Regions from separate parts of the Mus musculus genome. Here region 2 is linked to region 1. Evidence: chromatin contacts called from public Hi-C data. All regions are on one chromosome and are shown on one strand. Each heading gives the region's core, a stretch centred on a gene start, on an enhancer-like site or on the middle of the called end of the contact. The rest is flanking DNA. Distances are from core to core; before and after follow the strand shown. Region 1 has its middle 41 kb from the start of Rfx8. Region 2 overlaps Il1r2 (interleukin 1 receptor, type II).

Evidence for each region. A called contact is a pair of places that touch in the nucleus more often than the background predicts.
Region 2: a contact with region 1 is called in a Hi-C map of uterus. The contact joins two enhancer-like sites. A contact is called at or near these places in 2 of 484 Hi-C or Micro-C datasets (myocytes and uterus) and 1 of 115 datasets of contacts at active chromatin or transcription factors (pancreatic cancer cells).

The regions. Positions count from the first base shown.
Region 1 is chr1:39,758,894-39,764,664 of GRCm38.p6, reverse strand. No RefSeq gene overlaps it. Among named protein-coding and RNA genes, the nearest start is that of Rfx8, 41 kb to the right of the region's middle. Within about 2 kb of position 3,099, at least 259 of the 459 cell types and tissues checked have an H3K27ac peak or open chromatin away from gene starts, as enhancers often do. A contact at or near this core is called in pancreatic cancer cells and uterus, where this site is marked.
Region 2 is chr1:40,114,382-40,120,152 of GRCm38.p6, reverse strand. Il1r2 (interleukin 1 receptor, type II) reads right to left here. Exons shown (of 9, transcript NM_010555.5): 5 at 4,955-5,129; 6 at 2,136-2,198. Among named protein-coding and RNA genes, the nearest start is that of Gm16894, 31 kb to the right of the region's middle. Within about 2 kb of position 2,367, at least 26 of the 459 cell types and tissues checked have an H3K27ac peak or open chromatin away from gene starts, as enhancers often do. A contact at or near this core is called in pancreatic cancer cells and uterus, where this site is marked.

The DNA.
Region 1 (5,771 bases), core at 1,850-4,349:
AGAAAGAGAAACAGTCTAGGCTGCATTACCCTTAAGTGCAATACTTGGGAATCCTCAAAATGTCATAGTAACCAGGCCTCTACTGTCTTCTACCATTCAGTGCTCAGTGGAGGTGCTGAGAAAGTCGCCTTAATAAGAACCAGCCATTCAATCAGATGGTGCCTTGCCACATGACTTTGTCTCTTTGATTAAACTGTTAAATGAGTTCAAATTAGGGGTGCCCAGAAGACTTCCCAAGACAGTACACACTATTGCTGTCGCTCTTGGCTGCCCATCAGAACTTGACGGAGTTCATAACTGGCTGAGAACACCTCATACTTCCATAAGAGGACATGGCAAAACCAAGACTGTACTAAGCAGCAGGCATCCACTCCCGGCTGGCTTTCACAGTACAGGAGGAGCCTGCTGTGTAGGCTTCAGGGGGTTGAGGGATGGCTATCAAACAATTTTACCCAGTTGAGAAAACTGTGACCGTGGCGAGAATGTTTCAGAAGAAACCAGCCACTTTCTGGGTGTGTGTAAGACCTGCTCCTCGGGAAGAAACACTTGTTCAGCGCTTTAAACACGCCAAGAACCCATGCTGGGGCGCTCATAGGCCCCAGGGGTGGGTCTATTATTCTGCTGAGTGATAGGAAATCAAACAGCCCTCTAAATCTATGTCTCTGTACCCACCGAGTAATGCGGCGCTCAGACTTGATGGTTAACAGAGAAAATCACAACTGGTCAAAGTGCAGAAGAAAAATGTCAGTGGAGTGCTCAGCCACAGATGGGACATCTATTGCGCAGCCCCGCCCCCCCCCCCCACACACACACACACACAAAAAGACGTGGCAGAAAGGTTGTCAGAGACAGGGGTCAGGGAGCCAAACTGTGTCCTCTGGGCATAATGAACACAGAACATCTATGACTGTTCGCCTAAGAACTGCATGACATCAAGCTAGCTGACAATCCATCTTGGACATGTGGGGGATAAGTCCCCTAATGGAGGCAGTTGGTGGCTTCTGGAGAAGGGAAAGTCAGTGTTTTCATTAAGGGTGTGGCCCCTAGTAGGCCACCCATGCTGCAGTATGTGGCCCCAAGCCCACAAGTAAATAGAAGTATGGATTGGATTTGATGGGTTACTAAAACATGGCCGGGCATGGTTGCACACCTTTAATCCCAGCACTCAGGAGACAGAGGCAGGTGAATCTTTGAGTTCCAGGCCAGCCTGGTCTAGAGAGTAGGCCCAGGACAGCCAGGGCTACATTGAGAGACCCTGTCTCAAAACAAACAAACAAACAAACAAAAAACCAAAAAACAAAAAACCCCAAAAACATGAAATTGGGAGGGGTGGATCTGGGAAGAGTTATAAAGAAAACAAGGTAAATATGATCAATTATATGGAATGAAATTCTCAAAGAACTAGTTACGTATATTTATAAAACTCCAACAACAACAAAAAAACAAAGCAAGACAGCAACTAGTTCAGAGTAATGGTACCCTAGGAGTTAGACAGGACAGATCAGTGTAGAATCTTGTAACAGCCTGATTTTAGGTTCAAATGCTGTGTCTAAATGTAAAGCACATGACTGACAGTTAGTGCTAGCATGAGCAGACGGTAATTTACCCCAGCATGTGTAGGCTAGTCTATGGGAGCTCAGCCTTCCCCATCAGAGCCTTAACCACTCCTGATGAGACACAGGGAAAGTGGGTTAGGGTTTCTCTCTGACCGGGGTATTTTTGGGGGACCACCTAGCATGCCAATGGAAATGTCTCTTTTAAGGAGTGAATGTTTGCATCCCTCTCTTCATCACTGCAGGTCAAACCTTCATCTCTCATGGCATAGATTCTTCATCTGTCTTGTGAGGCTGTGGCAGAGTACATGAGGCTAGAGAATTTATCAATTTAGGAATGTCCTTCTCAACCATTCAGGAGGAGCCCAAGAACAAGCAGTTTCTGCCTGACAGAGTCTTTGCCCAGCAGAGGTGATGACACAGAGAAGTCAGGAAGAGAAGAAAAGAGGGCTCTGACCCATCCTCTTGTTAGACGACTCCTATGATACTTGATGGCCTCTGGAACTCCAAGCTTTTCTGAACTCTGCCAGTCTGTGGCATTTTGTTACAGAAAGCCAGACCGACTATAATGCCCCTCACTCAGCTCCCGAAAATCGACTCTAGAATCAGCTCCTCCAACTGACGGTGGCTGTTGAGTTTAATTTGTGTATGTTCTCCAAGTAGCCCAGGTTGGCTTAGAACTCATGATCCTTTCTGCCTTAGCTTCCTGAGCTGGGTTTGGGGATCCAGCACAAGCTGGTTTGGGTTTTCTTCATGTGTGGTGTAACAATCATTGTCTGTGTAAGAGTTTACTCGGACACAAGCAGTCTGCTCTTACTTTCATCCCCAAACTCGCAAATCTACATTTAACCAGAGAAAATAGCCACTCAGCAGGACTTCCTGTATCCAGGGGCGGGGGCGCTCCACGCGGTCCATCTTCTCAGCTGCGCATTGGCTGAGTCAGCTCCCTACAGTCAGTCCCTGGGCTTCTTTCCAAGTTTCCTTTACTGCAAGTAGCAGAGACGAACTTTTTTTTTTTTTCATACTGACTGCTTTTCTCTAGCTTTAGGAATCTTCGAAGTTTCCCGGTCAAAGAGTTCAAACTGTCTTTGGCTTTTACAACTAAGGGCAAAAGCCACAACTACATGTGTGGCGATGCCCCGTGCCTACCCCCAAAGTGCCGTGGAGCTTGAATTACTCCGGCCCCACCAGTACAAGGTCTTGTCGTTTCTCTTTATTCAAACTAGCTTGTGTAGCAGGCCTTAATTTACTACTTCTTTCTCTGCAGTACTGTCCGTGCTGTGACTCAGAAATCGCTTGATTTGCTGTGTTTCCAGTCAGAGAGCTCTTCCACTAAAGAGTCTCAACACTCACCCCTCAGCTCGTTCCTATTGTCTAACGTGAAGTTTGTTGAGGGGTTAGTATGGTTACACTGCAGGAGATTTACCTGGACAAATTGTGAAGAAGAAGAAAATAGCTAAGCAGGAAGGCTAAGAAGCAGTCCTTCCCCCTTCAGGCACGCTCCCGGAAAGGTGGTGTTCAACGCAGGCCATCTAGTGGATCCTCCTGGGAAAAGTGCCCAGGGGGAGTCAAGAAAACCATTTCCCAGTGCAGAAGGATGGAGCCCAGCTCAGAGACTGGAGTTCTCACTGGAGGAAGAGCTGCAGTTGCCCCTACTCCTGGGGACAGGCTATCCCTTCCCTCTTCCTGGCGTGGGTGTGTGGGAACCGGCACGAATGAAGCCAGTCGTGCGGTTACTAAGCTGCTGGGAGTTGGGGCCTTAACTTTGACTTAGCATGAATTCTGGCCCAGAACCTCGCCCTGCCCCCCACCTCTCCTCAGCGAGGGCCCCACATTACAGGATGTTATTCATCCGACGTCTGTTAGCTGCGGCCCCAGTGTGCCAGGCAGAAAGACTGAGTCAGATTCTGGAGGGAAGAGATTTTGCCAGGAAGACCTGGGCGTGGCTCAGGTAGGTGGAATCTGAGGTCGCAAGGGCATGAGAAATATAAAATCAGGGATGTTTTCACGAGATCAGTAGGATTTGGCTTTCCACACCCACTATTCCTTATATTTAAACAAAACAAAACACGCTTAGGCAGTTAAAAAAAAAAAAAAAAAAACACTTTAAGAAATATACACTGGCCGGGCAGTGGTGGCGCACACCTTTAATCCCAGCACTGGGGAGGCAGAAGCAGGCAGATTTCTGAGTTCGAGGCCAGCCGGGTCTACAGAGTGAGTTCCAGGACAACCAGGGCTATACAGAGAAACCCTGTCTTGAAAAACCAAAAAAAAAAAAAAAAAAAAGAAAAGAAAAGAAAAAAAAGAAAAAAGAAAAGGAATGTATACTGTATGAAACTGCCGGTATGTAATGTGTATGTGACATGTAATTATATAATATTCAATCTAATGTAGTGCCATATATAGCAGATATATAAAGTGGAACTAACAATGAAACAAATATGGAATAAACAAGAAGTGTGTGTTTTCTGTGCACATGTGTGGTCCACTCCTGAGCAGCTGCCAGTGTGTGATTTAGTTCCTGGAGGTGGACTCTGAGGCAGACTTAGAAGATGAGAGCATTTTTTCGGTGGGAGCTTTGAGGAATGAGCAGCATGAACTTCAGATGGAGCCCTCACCGTTATCCCTAAGGACGCCTCTGTCGTAACAGTCTTCTCTCTGAGTCTGCAGGGAGGCCCTCACAGCCAGGACCCCTGTTCCTTTACAGGGTCCCTTAGAGAGCATAGCATCATGTTTGCATAGAACCAGCCTGCATCCTTCTGATGCTTCATACATCCCTAGATGCCTTAGATTCTTGGTACCTGGGAACACCATGCCCTGGGGAAGCAGGGCAAGAGGAGATTCCTGCATCTCCAGTCCTGAAGTCCTTTCCAGAGATGTTTGTTCCATAGTTGTCGAAACTGTCTGTGTGGAAAATCCAGACGTGGATGTTTGATGGTTAAGACCAGTTCTAGTTGTATTCCTCATAATTAGAAGGACAGAGAGGAGAGGAGAGAGAGCGAGTAAGAAGAAGGGAGACAGGGAAAGGAAGGGAGACTTAATTCACTCCAGATACCTGGCTCCCTAGTAGTATTTTTTTTTTTTTTTTGACTTGACCACAGGGTGAACCCAGGGGCTGTGAATCATAAGACTTGCTCCACGAACACTCTGTTCCAAGCCCCTGAACTCTGAGAACTTTTCATGTTGTGTTCAGATCTTCAGGCAACTCGGTATTTCTCTGTGCTTGCCAGCCTTGAAAGGAAGGCGTGTGCTTATCTGTAGTGGGGGGGGGGGGGGCGGGGGGGATGTTTAAATGCAGAAGCAGGCCCTTAAGGCCTGGTTCAGTGACTAGCAGCTTCATTCTGTTTAGAGTTCCTGGACCAGTGATGTGCCCTTCTTCCTGACAGCGTGCATTTAACAACCCCCATTGTACAGGACTGCCAGCTATCTGGCCATGTGCCACTCACACTGCCCAGGAGACACGGGTGCTCACTGTTGGTAGACTCAGCACCCAGGAATGCAGATAGTTGTAGAAGGAAGGTACAAATGAGCACCGTCCCCAAAGAAACTCCATCCTGTGTGAGTGGCTTCAGAGCCTTCGCCTTTCAACATGTGTGCTCAGAGGTAACTTACAGCTGAACCCCACACAGCAAAGTCTGGGTTATAGCAACTTTGCTGAGAGCCAACCCATTCTGGGAGGGGACTGAGCTGTCTCTGAGGTCAAGCTGCTCAGGCACAGCAAACATTCCTTCTTGCAATTTTTTTTTCTGTCTTCCCCTTCCCTGCCACTTGTGACTAACAGTCAGCACACACCACAAAACCATCCTAGCTGGGGGTCACTCTGGCTGTGGTGACCCACTTTATCCTGAACACTCAAAAGTACCAAGTCTGCTGTGGGCCTTGGACTCCCTCCCATCTGGCCTCTCACCTGCCTCAGGTTCTCTGTGTCAGTCAGAAAAGGAAAGGCCCTGTGTCAGGAAAATGCTACCCCCCAGGCCTTGGTGACTTGATACAGGAATTGTTTCCGTCTTCCTGGTGCTATGTGTTCAGTTCGTGTGAGGGGGGAATTTCTACCATGAGGTAGGAACCTAAGTAGATGAGCCTCCTAGCCCAAACCACCATGGTCACAGTGACACAGGGAGGAGACAACATGGAAAACTACACAGATTCCCACAACTTCTGCTCAAGTTTCAACAGCCCCAGCGAACTTTGCAGCCATGCCTGACTACCATGGGCACA
Region 2 (5,771 bases), core at 1,118-3,617, 360 kb before region 1:
ACAGAAAGCCTGAACCCGCGCTCATAGCTAGGATAAAACAAAACACACAAGCAAAAAGTGGGCATGTAACTGCACCACGCACTGCAGTGCCTTCAAAGCCACAGACAGGACTGGGCTCCACTTAGCTGGAGAGCACCTGAGACCCAGCAAACTGGAAACCAGGACCGACCACTGTCTCTACTACTCTGGCTTTCGAGAAGACAGTCAGATAAGCAAGAGGAACACCAGTAATTTGAACCCATGCACAAGGGCCTCTACCTCTATGGCCTCCAGGTAAACGTTAACATTGAAGCCAACCCCAAACAGAACTAATAATAATGTTTTGTTTTAAAACAGACGCTGGTGGTGGGGGGGGGGGTGCTGGAGAGATGGCTCAGTGGTTAAGAGCTGCTTTCCAGAGGTCCTGAGTTCAATTCCCAGCACCCACATGTTGGCTCACAACCATCTGTAATGGTATCCTATACCTTTTTCAGGATAGCTACAGTATATCCATATACATAAAATAAATAAATAAATCTTTTAGATACTTACCTTGGATATTAGCCCAGAAACTTAGGATACCCAAGATATAAGATACAATTTGCTAAACACATGAAACTCAAGAAGAACGAAGACCAAAGTGTGGACACTTTGCCCCTTCTTAGAATTGGGAACAAAACACCCATGGAAGGAGTTACAGAGACAAAATTTGGAGCTGTGATGAAAGGATGGACCATCTAGTGATTGCCATATCCAGGGATCCATCCCATAATCAGCTTCCAAACGCTGACACCATTGCACACACTAGCAAGATTTTGCTGAAAAGACCCAGATATAGCTGTCTCTTGTGAGACTAGGCCGGGGCCTAGCAAACACAGAAGTGTATGCTCACAGTCAGCTATTGGATGGATCACAGGGCCCCCAATGGAGGAGCTAGAGAAAGTACCCAAGGAGCTAAAGGGAACTGCAACCCTATAGGTGGAACAACAATATGAACTAACCAGTACCCCGGAGCTCTTGACTCTAGCTGCGTATGTATCAAAAGATGGCCTAGTCAGCCATCACTGGAAAGAGAGGCCCATTGGACTTGCAAACTTTATATGTCCCAGTACAGGGGAACGCCAGGGCCAAAAGGGGGGAGTGGGTGGGTAGAGGAGTGGGGGGTGGGTATGGGGACTTTTGGTATAGCATTGGGAAATGTAAATGAGGAAAATACCTAATAAAAAAAATAAATCTTTTAAAATAAAAAACTAAAACGGACTCTGAAGCCAGAACTTGATGAATGAGCATAAGAACTCTAAAACCTGCATCATTAGAAACAAGCATATGAGAAGGTATGTCCACATCAGTTTCCCGGGCACACAGACCAAAATCTACAGCCAAACTTGACCCCAGCCCCGAGTTTCTGAAGTACACTATATCTCTATCACTCCTTGGAGGCTTTTCTTGTGGTAAACAGTAGAAATAAGACCTTCGGAGAGAGTCAGTGTTGACATGAAATGCACACCCACCAGGCAGAGTAGATGCTCAGTACATGGGCAGCCCTTCCCTCCCATGAGCTTCAGAAAGGATCGCTACAGTTCACTAATGTGCCTTCACTGGACACCCACTACGGACCATCCAACAAGTCTGTTGGCCAGACGTCCTGCATCAGCAGGGGTAAAAACAGAAACCCCTTTTCATCATACCATTGGTGAATATACCAGCTACTCTAATCACGGGGAACTATCTGCAGTCGCTGCTGGCTCTGTTTGACAAAGAGAGTCTTATAGGAATTCTGAGTAGCTGCTAAATATTGAGAACGAGAATTAAGTTGAATGTACTAAAGGTGCCAGCCAACTCTGTGGACCCCCTTCCTACAGTTAATAACTATTACCAAATTATTTTCCCCGTAACATTTAGGTTTTTGTGGGTCTAACTTTCAGGAAATAAAGTATCATTGCTCTCAAAGAATGGCAATACTGCCAAACAATACTTGAAGACAAAGGTCCCTTCGGTGGTCATGTCAGGCCCCTACATAGTGTGGTTCGTGGGCCTCACTCAGGCACTGTGCACCCAAAAGCATAATGTGGTCAGCTGGCACAGGTCCCAAACCCTCTGATGGTTTCAGGCACCACCATGGGTTCGTGGGCCACACAATTCTTGTAGATCCTTACCCAATGATGCTGGTATTGTCTCCAGGGGAGAAATGATCACAGGGATGGGTTCCGTGGTTGTTCCTGAGAAGATAGAACGGAAAAGAGATTGCATGAGGAGGTCGCCTTGGTTTCCAGTACAGATTCAGATTTGCTTATTTAGCTAATTAAGTGGCCCTGCCCCCATGGGAGCAGACATTGTGAGATTCCGCCTCTGTCTGGCAAAGGAAATGGGCCTCTCCATGAAACTGAGCATCTTAAGCCAATGCTTTTCCCGGCAGAGGCATTCCCGGACGAGGCCATGGTTACACATTCTTCTGGCAGATGGTCTTCGTTATCTGCTCTGCGTTGAACAATTAGCTATTCCTCTCCCGGGCTTCCTGAATGCACACTTATGGTCTCCACAGCATGTTTTGCCCTCCCTCAAGATTAAAGAGCCATGTCTTCAAGAGCAGGCGGGGGGGGGGGGGGGGGGGGGAGCAAGGGGGGGGTCGGAAAGTGGGTTAGAGAGCCATCTGTGTGGAAGACCAATCCCATACTGGGAACTAAATTCAGTGACACACCTTGGTCACTGATGTCATATTAACTCCTTAGGGAGGTTGGAGTGGACCTCCAAAGGATTCGAACCAGCTTGAAGAAACTGGGCACCTGAAGTGGAGCAAAGGAGCCAGCTGGGGAGTGAGAAGAGGGTTGGGAGCCATCCCTCAACTGGACCCATTTTTCTTGTTCTTGTTTCTACTACTAAAAAAGCAAGCACTTAAGTTACCATGTAAGCACCAGATGAGACCAGGGTGTGCCTACACCACGGCCTTGAAGGTAAAGTGCTTGGGAAATATAGATTACAGCACCTCAGCTCCCAAGCGCCTATTTATCAGATCTGCATAGGACCTTAGAGTCTCCTGTGCAGGTACTACTGGAGTCTGAGGGCGGGGGGTGGGGGGGGCGGGGGGCGGGGGGGGGGGCGCTACAGTCAGACTGCGCATGTGAGGAGCACTCAGATCTTCCTTCCCTGTGTGAGGAGCACTAGGATTGTGTGTGTGATGAATCCTCAGGTAACTCTACTGTGTCTGGTTCAGGACCCACTTTTTTTAAATTATCTCGTGTGCAACTCATCAAATTTGATTTGATTTATTGACTGATTGATTTTATTTTATTTTATTTTACTTACTCACTTTACATCGAACTTACTGCCCTGATCCCGGTCACCCCCTCCCACAACCCCTCCCCCTCCCCCCAGCCCCTTTTCCTCTGAGCAGGTGCTGCCCCGCCCCTTGGTATCCCCCACCCCCACCCCACCCTGGCACTTCAAGTCTCTGCAAAGCTAGGTGCTTCCTCTCCCACTGAGGCCAGACAGGGCAGCCCCATTTAAGAACCACTGTGTGGCCCTAGTTTCACAACTCGGTACAATACGCAGGTCTGCCGCCCCCTAGTGTTTCTGTGCAGTATCACACAGACGAGTGGTGAAGCCCGTTCTCAGACACCACCCTGAACTGAGCAAGAAGATGTGAGCCTGTTCTCTTCTCACAGGACAGGAAAACAAATATAGGCCAGAGGCTTCGGTTCAGGCAGGATAGTGACACGAATGAGTCTCTGGGGCTCACATATTTGATTCTATTTTCCCTTCACCTCGCTTCCTCTCCAGCATGTAAGAGTTGGGGGTAAACGACTACATTAAACGACTGTTCAATACTGGCCAGCTCTGCCTATCACGTTCTTTTCACGTATAATCTGTCCTGGCATAGGCCGAGCATCGTTTCTCTGGGTTTGCAAAATCTGAGTTACTCTAAGACCTGAAACTTGTTAAGCAACAATATAATGCTGTGCGTGGGAAATTCCATACTGTAAGACTTTGTTTGAATGCACAGAATTAATTAAAATACTGTGATAGTCGACCTGGTGGCAGTCATGAGTTACCTCTGCATGGAAGAGCTACAGTACGTTCTCTAGTTAGAAGCCAGCTTATAGCCACTGGACCAAGTATAGCCCAAGACCCCGTCTCAAAAAAAGATGTAAACAAAATATCACATCAAACTATCTTTGGGTTATGTGTAAAAAATATATATGAAGCATACACTAATTTCATGTTTAAACTTGTGCCTATATCCAAGATTTCATTATGCTGGTGAAAATATGCCAATTCTTGGAAAAAAATCAAGATTTTGAAGGTTTCTGTTGTCAAACTCTCAGGCAGGTAGTAGTCAGCCTGTACAAAGAGCCACAATTGGCACTCTGCTCAGCGCTCTGGTCAAAAACCTAGTAAAATGGTGGTTCTCACCCTTCCTAAAGCTGTGACCCTTTAATACAGGTCCTCATGTGGACATTTTATGTCAGCCATAAAGTTATTTAGTTGCTACTTTATAACTGTAAATTACTACTGTTACGAATTATATAGGAAATACCTGACATGAAGGATAGGTGACCTCCCAAACAGGTCGTGAGCCACAGGTTTAGAACCACTGCAGTAAACTCTCAGTCCCTCCGAAGTATATTTTAAGGCTTGACAAGAGTGTCCGTACCAGCTCAGAGCTCATGAACCTTCCATTTCCCAGGACGCCTTAGTTTGTACCCCCTCTAGTGGTGAGTTTTAGCATTGCAACCTTCAAATACCTGCTTTCATCCCTTTCCTGACCAAGAATTAACTCTCCTTCTCTTAGAACTCCCTGCCTTATACGTCTTAAAGTATCTTGTTCGTGGTTTAGTAACATCTAGAATAGTTGATAAACATGTTTTTCTTTTTCCTTCATGCCAAAGACATTCGAGGATTTTTAGGTGATCCTGAATTTATTATCAAGCTGCTTCTAGAACCAAGCAAGACAGGTACCTCGGTGGTATGTATTTACCTTTGACCCGGAGTTCAATATTCCTAGTGATGTTGTATTCCTGGCCATTGTAGGTAAATGTCATAACACATCTGTAATAGCCTGCATCGTCCATGGACGTGTTGGATATCAATAGGCGTGTGGGGTCTCCTGCACTCAGAAATTCCTTATTGCCTTTATCCAAGAGTATGGCGCCCTAGAGGGGAGATGCATCTGAGAGTTACATTATAGAATAACATCGCTCTTGAACATTGAGTGTTGTTGTCAATCGATGTGGAATCTACAACCCAAGAGATTCCCTGGCATATACTTACTTTGGCCATTTTGTCTTTGTGGCGCATTTTTAGCTGTATTGTTAGAGAAATGACCAATTTTTCCCCCTTAGGGTGGAATCTTGTCATGTAGCCCACACTAGACTTAAACTCTTGATTCTCCTGCCTAAGCCTCCTGGCTTCTAGGGTGACATGGGTGTGCCCCCCTGCTCCATTTAGAAAAAAAAAAGAATACATTTTTTTAAAGATTAAGTTATTTTAAACCATTTAAGTACAAATATACTTAAGATCTAACTGCCTTCTTCTGACTATGAGCAGTATCAAGAACAATCACTACTAGGGGAATATAAGGGCCAGGAATCGGGAGTAGGTGGGTTGGAGAAGGGTCAGGGAGGGTATAAGGGACGTTTGGGATAGCATTTGAATTGTAAATGAAGAAAATATCTAATGAAAAATTGTTTTAAAAAAAAGAAAAAAGAAAAGAAAATCACTACTAAACAGCCAGGAAGACATGAAAACCTAGGGCTGGAAGAGACCATGTTGGAGGAATTTATCTAAAAATTATT